Regions from separate parts of the Zea mays genome. Here region 1 is linked to region 2. A link is a contact called in public Hi-C data. All regions are on one chromosome and are shown on one strand. The core of a region is the stretch at or near the end of the contact, and the rest is flanking DNA. Distances in the headings are between cores, read along the strand shown.

Region 1 (3,112 bases), core at 143-2,642, 150 kb after region 2:
ATCTGAGGTGACAGACAAAGCTGCGGTCTCGACCAAAATAATTAGATTATCTCCAACACTCACTTTCTAACTCTATATTTCAAACTTCACTTTACAAACAACGTAATCTACAGTATAAAATAGTACTTTACACGACTTAAGCCTTACTCGGTTCATGGTCGGTTTGTTTGGCTGTTTTGTTTAATTTTTTTCACGAGCTAGGATGCTGATATACTAGCTCGGTTCGTTAACGAGCCAACTCGGGTTGTTAACGAGCCAGCATACGAGCTAAACGAGCTACCATATTTCAGCAAAATGAAACTATATACATATTATTTATACATCAATTGATGAACATGTTATATGTAGACGTGGTGACTATGAGTTCAACTGATGTTGATAAACTATGTCCATGTGTTAAATTGGTTTGTGATACTATAATTGTAGGTTAAACTAATGAACATGTGTGTGAATTATAGATTCATGGTGAATTGATGAGCGATGAGTTATGTTTATTTGGTGTTACGGTGACGTGGTCTATGAAACCATGAATAAAGTTACCATTTTCTATTGTTAAATTGGTTTAAAATTAAATAAAAATTAATTAATATATATTGTTTTATTATGATTCGTGAACTAAACGAACAAGCTCGAGTTTGTAAACGAATCAAATTAAACTGACTCTTTGTTCCCTAGCTTAGCAAACTAAGACTAGCCGCAGCGGTAGACGCTGCCTCTCCCCCTCCCCTTGCATGCGGCGTGTAGGGGGCACCCTATGGCCGCAGCGATGCCCCCTACAGCGCCCCCTACGTGTCGGTCCCCTTCTCTCTCCCCAGATATAGCGTGTCACTGTTCATCACCCTAAACACTGTTTGTTTGTCCACGAGTAATTGTTAGTAGATAAAAAAATTGATAGTTGATATAGAAAATGATATTTTATAGTGGTAGTGGGGTATAGGGGGAGTATTTAGGGGGAACCGCTGCGGGAGATAAAAAAATAGGGGAAAAAAAGAGGAAAAAAGTGATATAGGGGGAAAAATTTAGAAGTAACGGTTGCGGATAGCCTAAACCGAGCCAACTCGTTAATGAAGTTCCATATCCAGACCTAGTTGCGCGCGCCTACTCATGCATGACTCATCTCTGGCGCTCGCGGCGCGCCTTTTCATGGCGATGGCCTGCTGCCGCCACTGCTACTGCTACTACCTACAGTACGGTGCTGCCGCCTCGCCTCTCCTCTCCGTCCTTCCTTTTCCGCTTTGCCCGCTTTCCTCCTTTTCTCTCTCTTTTTCGCCTTTGCTGCTTTGCGGCCTTTGTTCAAGGTTCGACGACACGTCCGACTCCGATCGGCGGTTTCATCGCCTCATCGGCGGCCGCGGGCGGCATCTCCCTTGGCTTCCCCCCCTCCACTTTGCTCGCTGCTTGTTCGCTTGCGTGCGCGCTTTTTACTGTTCCGCAGTCAGTCGCCACCACATCCATTCTCCGTCTTCTTCCTCGCCCGCCGACCCCTGACCCTGAGGCCCTGACCACCGCCGCTGCGCCCGCTGACATTTGTCTCCCCGGTCGCCGAAGAGGCGAACGTTTACGTTGCTGGATTCGCGTTTATCTTCCCCCGCATTACTTACCGTTGCCCCACGTCAGAGGATCTCGTTCCGCTCCTGGAGCCTGCTTGGCTTCTCTTGACTTGGGCTTTCGCAGCGCTGCTGGCTGTTGCTACGTCCCCTCGCTCTTCCTCTCCTCTGCTCTGCTCTCAGGGTCGCTTCCTTCCTCTGCCCAGATTGATTGTTCTCGAGGTACGCACGCACGATGCTGCCTGCCTGCTGCGCTTGATTACCCTTTCCCGTTTCCCCCTCTCACTTCCAGAAACCGAGCCTCTCCACCAGGTTCAGATCTTGGACTTGGACCCTTTCGTCGGCTACTCAGAGTTCCAGAACCCGTCCCGCGCTTGTTCCAGCAGATTCAGAGATGGCCGAGGTGAAGCCTGAGGACATGGTGCATCATCTGCCCATGGACCAGCTCCAGGGACTGGAGTACTGCATCGACTCCAATCCTTCATGGGGTACGTATATATGTCACACACACACACACGCATACACAATTAAGTGAAGCATTGCTGTTCATTTGTGGTTGGTTGGTGGGTGTTACAGGCGAAGGGATCGCTTTGGGCTTCCAACACTACATACTGTCCTTGGGCACTGCTGTCATGATCCCCACGCTGCTGGTTCCTCTTATGGGTGGAAATGATGTGAGCATACCGTCCTTACTCGTACTCGTGTGGTTTCTTGATCCTGTTTCGAGTTCCTGGCTTTCATCAGCAGTGTTCGCATGAAACAAACAAAATGCTGCTTTTGCGGCACCTACCCTAACATGCAAATTTACAACTTTTGAAACTGAACAGAAAACTCCGTTGTATAGTTCGTTTCATGGAAGAATTCATTGTGTCTATCTCTCTCTTATTACTGAAAGGATGACAAGGCCAAGGTGGTTCAAACGCTGCTGTTCGTTACTGGGATCAAGACGCTGCTCCAGACGCTATTCGGCACTCGTCTTCCCACAGTCATGGGAGGTTCATACGCTTACGTGGTTCCAATCCTCTCCATAGTCCGTGACCCCTCGTTCGCGCGTATAGCTGATGGCCACACTGTAAGTATGCAAGGATCCTCCAGCACTGTATTTTTCATAATCTCTGAAACAAAAACAAATTGGTCATGGAAGACTGAACAGGTTGATGTCATGAACCCCTCAGCTTATATCTTTTTCGCGTCTGTCGTGCTTTCAGAGATTCCTGCAGACTATGAGGGCCGTACAAGGTTCACTGATTGTATCCTCAAGCATCCAAATAATTCTTGGATATAGCCAGTTGTGGGCTATATGTTCTAGGTACACGTTACTTTCCCCCTTTTCCCCCCCTGTGGAATCGTAACTCTCCCTTTCATTTCCGTTGATGCAATGTCAAATTATGCATCGCTACCCATATCCAGTGATCAAATTATTTCCTTGATGTATCCGAAAGTACGAATGGTTTGCTAAGATTCTTGTATTGCAACCGAGGTGCTCTTTTGTAGAGATGTTCGAACTTTAGCATGACATGTCGACAGTCCTGTTAAGAGTGGCCACATGGTCAATACGTGGATCA
Region 2 (3,648 bases), core at 426-2,925:
TTTTTCCTCTAAGTAGCTTCTTCTCATTTTCCTCTTCAGGTATGGACTATTTCTTCTTTGCAGCACCACCTTCTAGGCAACTTTTAATTCGATTTTTCCTTTGTCGCCCAACACTCCTCTTACCAATAGGTGCATTCACTTCATCGGCTAGGGACACTTTTGGCCAAAAGGACTTGTCGCCCGCACTTTCAATCCTTCATACATAAGCCTTTTTAAATTTGTCAACAGAAAAGTAGTCTCTACAAAGTGCTCCATTCCAACTTCTCGCATTTGTTGCGCTATAATGACCACTAGGCCGTGCTGGCGCGGGCAGACGACAGCGCTGGCAGCTGGTAGCAGGGGGTGGCGCGGGCAGCTGCTGGTAGCCGACTGCGTGACCACCTGGTGGCGAGTCTCCCTGGTGGCAGACGGCGGCGCACACTCTGTTTTCTGGTGGCAGGAGTTCTCTCGCGCAAGAACACTCGAACTCCGGTTAGGGGTAGATTAGTATGAAGGGGTACACAACCTGCATGAAGAGCAATAAAACAGACGTTAACAGAGCGCGGGACATTAACTGTCCCAATCTGGCGCGGCTGTGATCTCCAGAATACCAAAATGGCGATACGCAGCTGCGGAGTAATAGAGTAGCGAAGCCGCACGACGAGAACGTTATAAACTCAAATAACTCATCTATGAGCGGGCGTGTTCTATTCGTGAGACAGAAAGAACGATTCGGTTCTGAAAGAAAAACAGGTGGCACATTCTCATTCATTATTCCAATCTTGTTGAGGGTATTACATAATTAACCATATAAAAGCTGATTTTAAGTGTGAGAGGTCAGCTTCTTGTTTTTTTTAAAAAAAACTAGGAAACCAGTTTTTTTTTGAAACTGGACAAAAAATACTTTTAGCTTTTAAAAACCCGTCTGTAAGGAACTGAGTGGTTCCATAAACGGGTTTTAGAGCAGCTCGAATATTTCTCTAAAAAAGCTTCCTAAACTTTGATTAGCAATTTGTCAAATAGCTATTGGTAAAAAACAAATTGGTCTCTAATAGTTCCTAATATTTAGAGATTAGTTTAGCTTTGCTCGTCACACCTAACTGGCGGCGTGGATGAGAGCAGAAGGCGTCGACGGTGGAGGAGAAGGTCGATCGGCGCAACATGTGAGGTATTAAGGGAGCGGCATGACCTATGAGACAGCGGTAGTCCGACGATGGAGGAGAAACTTATGTCACACGCATTGGATCTGGCTGTCTCACTGTACGGAAAAGAAAAAAAGATCGTGTCAGAGATGGCTACCTCGCTAAGCAGGAAAGGAGGAAAATAAGCAAGAAATGTGAAGAAATCAACGTCAATTGCAGTGCCTGTTAGGTTGTTAAACTTAAAGAGTAAACAAGGTTAGATAATAAGTAATTAAATTTAGCAAATATATTTAGAGAACTATTAGAGAAGTATTTTTTATATATTTTTTAAATTTTAAATTTAAGATTTATGGAGTTATTTGGAAAATAATTGGAGTTGCTCTTAAACGATTTGAACCACTCTACCTTGCGCGTGTACGTGTAAGCCTGTGTCGACGGCTTTGACCGAACAGCTCCACGTCTGGGCCCTCTCTCTACCACACATAATTGAAGGGTTTGCCGTTCGGAGGACGGTGATCCCTGTCTGTTTCTGTTTCTCTCTAGAGATCCCATACCGCCGCCAGCCCGCCGCTGTGCCTCATCGCCGGCGACGGCGCAGAACAACCCAGCCGATCAGCCGTCCTCACATCGAAGTCTCCATACACCAGTGGCATCGCCCCCATATTTCGCCCGTTGCATTGAACTACTGCAGAGTGGAGATCCGTCTATCCATGACCCACCCAGCAGGCCCTGGATCGATCTGTCATTCTCTTGGTAATTAACCCACGCTTGCTCGGAGGAACGCTGCAGGGCACAAGAAATGCAGAGGGATGCCGGCTCCGGCGACCGGACGCCGGGCACCCCGAGCCCGACGCACGGTGGCCGGCTCAGGCACCGGAAGCGCTCCAACGAGGTGATCGGTTCTACCGTGTATCCGTAGTTCTATACAGAGATGACTTTCTGTTCCTGGCTGTAGAGGTGGAGGACTCGCATTCATTGCGCATCGTTGTTGTTATTGTTTAGGTCCCCAGCGACGTGAACACGACTAATGGCGCCAACCTGCTCTTAAACGACCAGAACAAGTACAAGTCGATGCTAGTTCGTACCTACTCCTCACTGTGGATGATGGCCGGGGTCGTGTTCTTGATATATATGGGCCATCTCTACATCTGGGCCATGGTGGTGGTCGTCCAAATCTTCATGGCAAAGGAGCTCTTCAACCTTCTCCGCAAGGCCAATGAGGACCGGCAGCTCCCAGGGTTCAGGATGCTCAACTGGTGAGGTGGTGGTAGGATATATGGCTGATCGATGCATTGGATGACCTGGCGTTTACAATTTTAATCTGTGATGTGACAGGCATTTTTTCTTTACTGCGATGCTGTTTACCTACGGGCGCTTCCTTAGCCATCAGCTTGTTAACACGATGACTTCAGATAAGTTGTTGTACAAGCTGGTGAGCAGGCTCATCAAGTACCAGATGTTTATTTGCTACTTTCTTTACATAGCAGGTAACTGTGGCAAAAAAATTTTGTTCCCAAATAAGGGTCATGAAATGTACAAGTTTACATCATAGGTCAGTTCAATATTTTAATAGTTCTTGATTTGATAGGCTGGCATTGGACCCAGGGAGTTCAGTCTGACAACGACATTTGGTCCATTTCCCTTTTGGTAGATGTGTTTAGAAATGTAGGCCGGAGAAGTAGTGCCATCAAACCTCCTCAAACGGGACTTTGCTTAGTGAGTTTTTTAGAGTGACAAGGAACAGTTCTTCCTTCATTCTCCAGTTCATAATGTTTTTTTAGTTGATTTTGTTTATTGAGTAAAGGTGGTTTTATTGTGTTTATATTTATTGAGTGATGGTGGTTGGGAAGGCTGTATATGATGTGACTGTACAATGCAATATAATCCTCTATGTTGTTCCCATTAAGTTTGGGTCCTTAAGCACTTAAGTTTTATAGCACATAAATTCGTAAGCTGTTTTTTTTACAAAAAAATGAGGCAAATGCATTCTCATAAAGTTTGAAAATTGCTTGCTTATTGCCACCATAGTAATTTATTTATTTTCTAGGTTTTGTTTGGTTTATTATCACACTAAAGAAAAAGACATACAAGTACCAGTTCAGTCAATATGCATGGACTCACATGATCCTTCTCATGGTATTTGCCCAGTCATCTTTCACTGTGGCAAACATTTTTGATGGAATATTCTGGTAAGCTTCTACTTTACAGCATGCTTTAATGCTTTGATCTGATAGTGTAATCTGGATGCCAGTGGTATGCTTGTCTGATATAGATAGGAATACCAGCTTAGGAGCCTGAAGTGTTGTTTACACCCTATAGTCATGAGTACATGAAGTTTTTGACAAACAAAACAAAGCATGGCATGTATTCATGACTGAAGGGAATACTAATTTATATTTTATGCTTGTGTTAGTAATTTTGCTCATACAATTTTGTTGATGACTTAAACTTAATGAGGCCTATAAGTGATTAGCTGCAAAGTTACTAGTTTAAAGACTTAAAGAGTGATTATTCTTTCATGAAGTAC

The links. A called contact is a pair of places that touch in the nucleus more often than the background predicts.
Region 1: a Hi-C map of ear shows a contact between it and region 2, with 2.0 times the contacts expected there. The contact joins the promoter of LOC100279209 here to the promoter of LOC100284896 in region 2. A contact is called at or near these places in 5 of 25 Hi-C or Micro-C datasets (ear, endosperm, leaf and 1 more) and 1 of 3 datasets of contacts at active chromatin or transcription factors (leaf).

The regions. Positions count from the first base shown.
Region 1 is chr2:179,633,338-179,636,449 of Zm-B73-REFERENCE-NAM-5.0, forward strand. LOC100279209 reads left to right here and starts at 1,393. Exons shown (of 13, transcript NM_001366052.1): 1 at 1,393-2,035; 2 at 2,124-2,221; 3 at 2,443-2,619; 4 at 2,756-2,856. The coding sequence starts at 1,942.
Region 2 is chr2:179,486,947-179,490,594 of Zm-B73-REFERENCE-NAM-5.0, forward strand. It overlaps LOC100284896 (phosphatidate cytidylyltransferase), which reads left to right and starts at 1,676. Exons shown (of 11, transcript NM_001157791.1): 1 at 1,676-2,013; 2 at 2,124-2,377; 3 at 2,457-2,608; 4 at 3,169-3,310. The coding sequence starts at 1,921.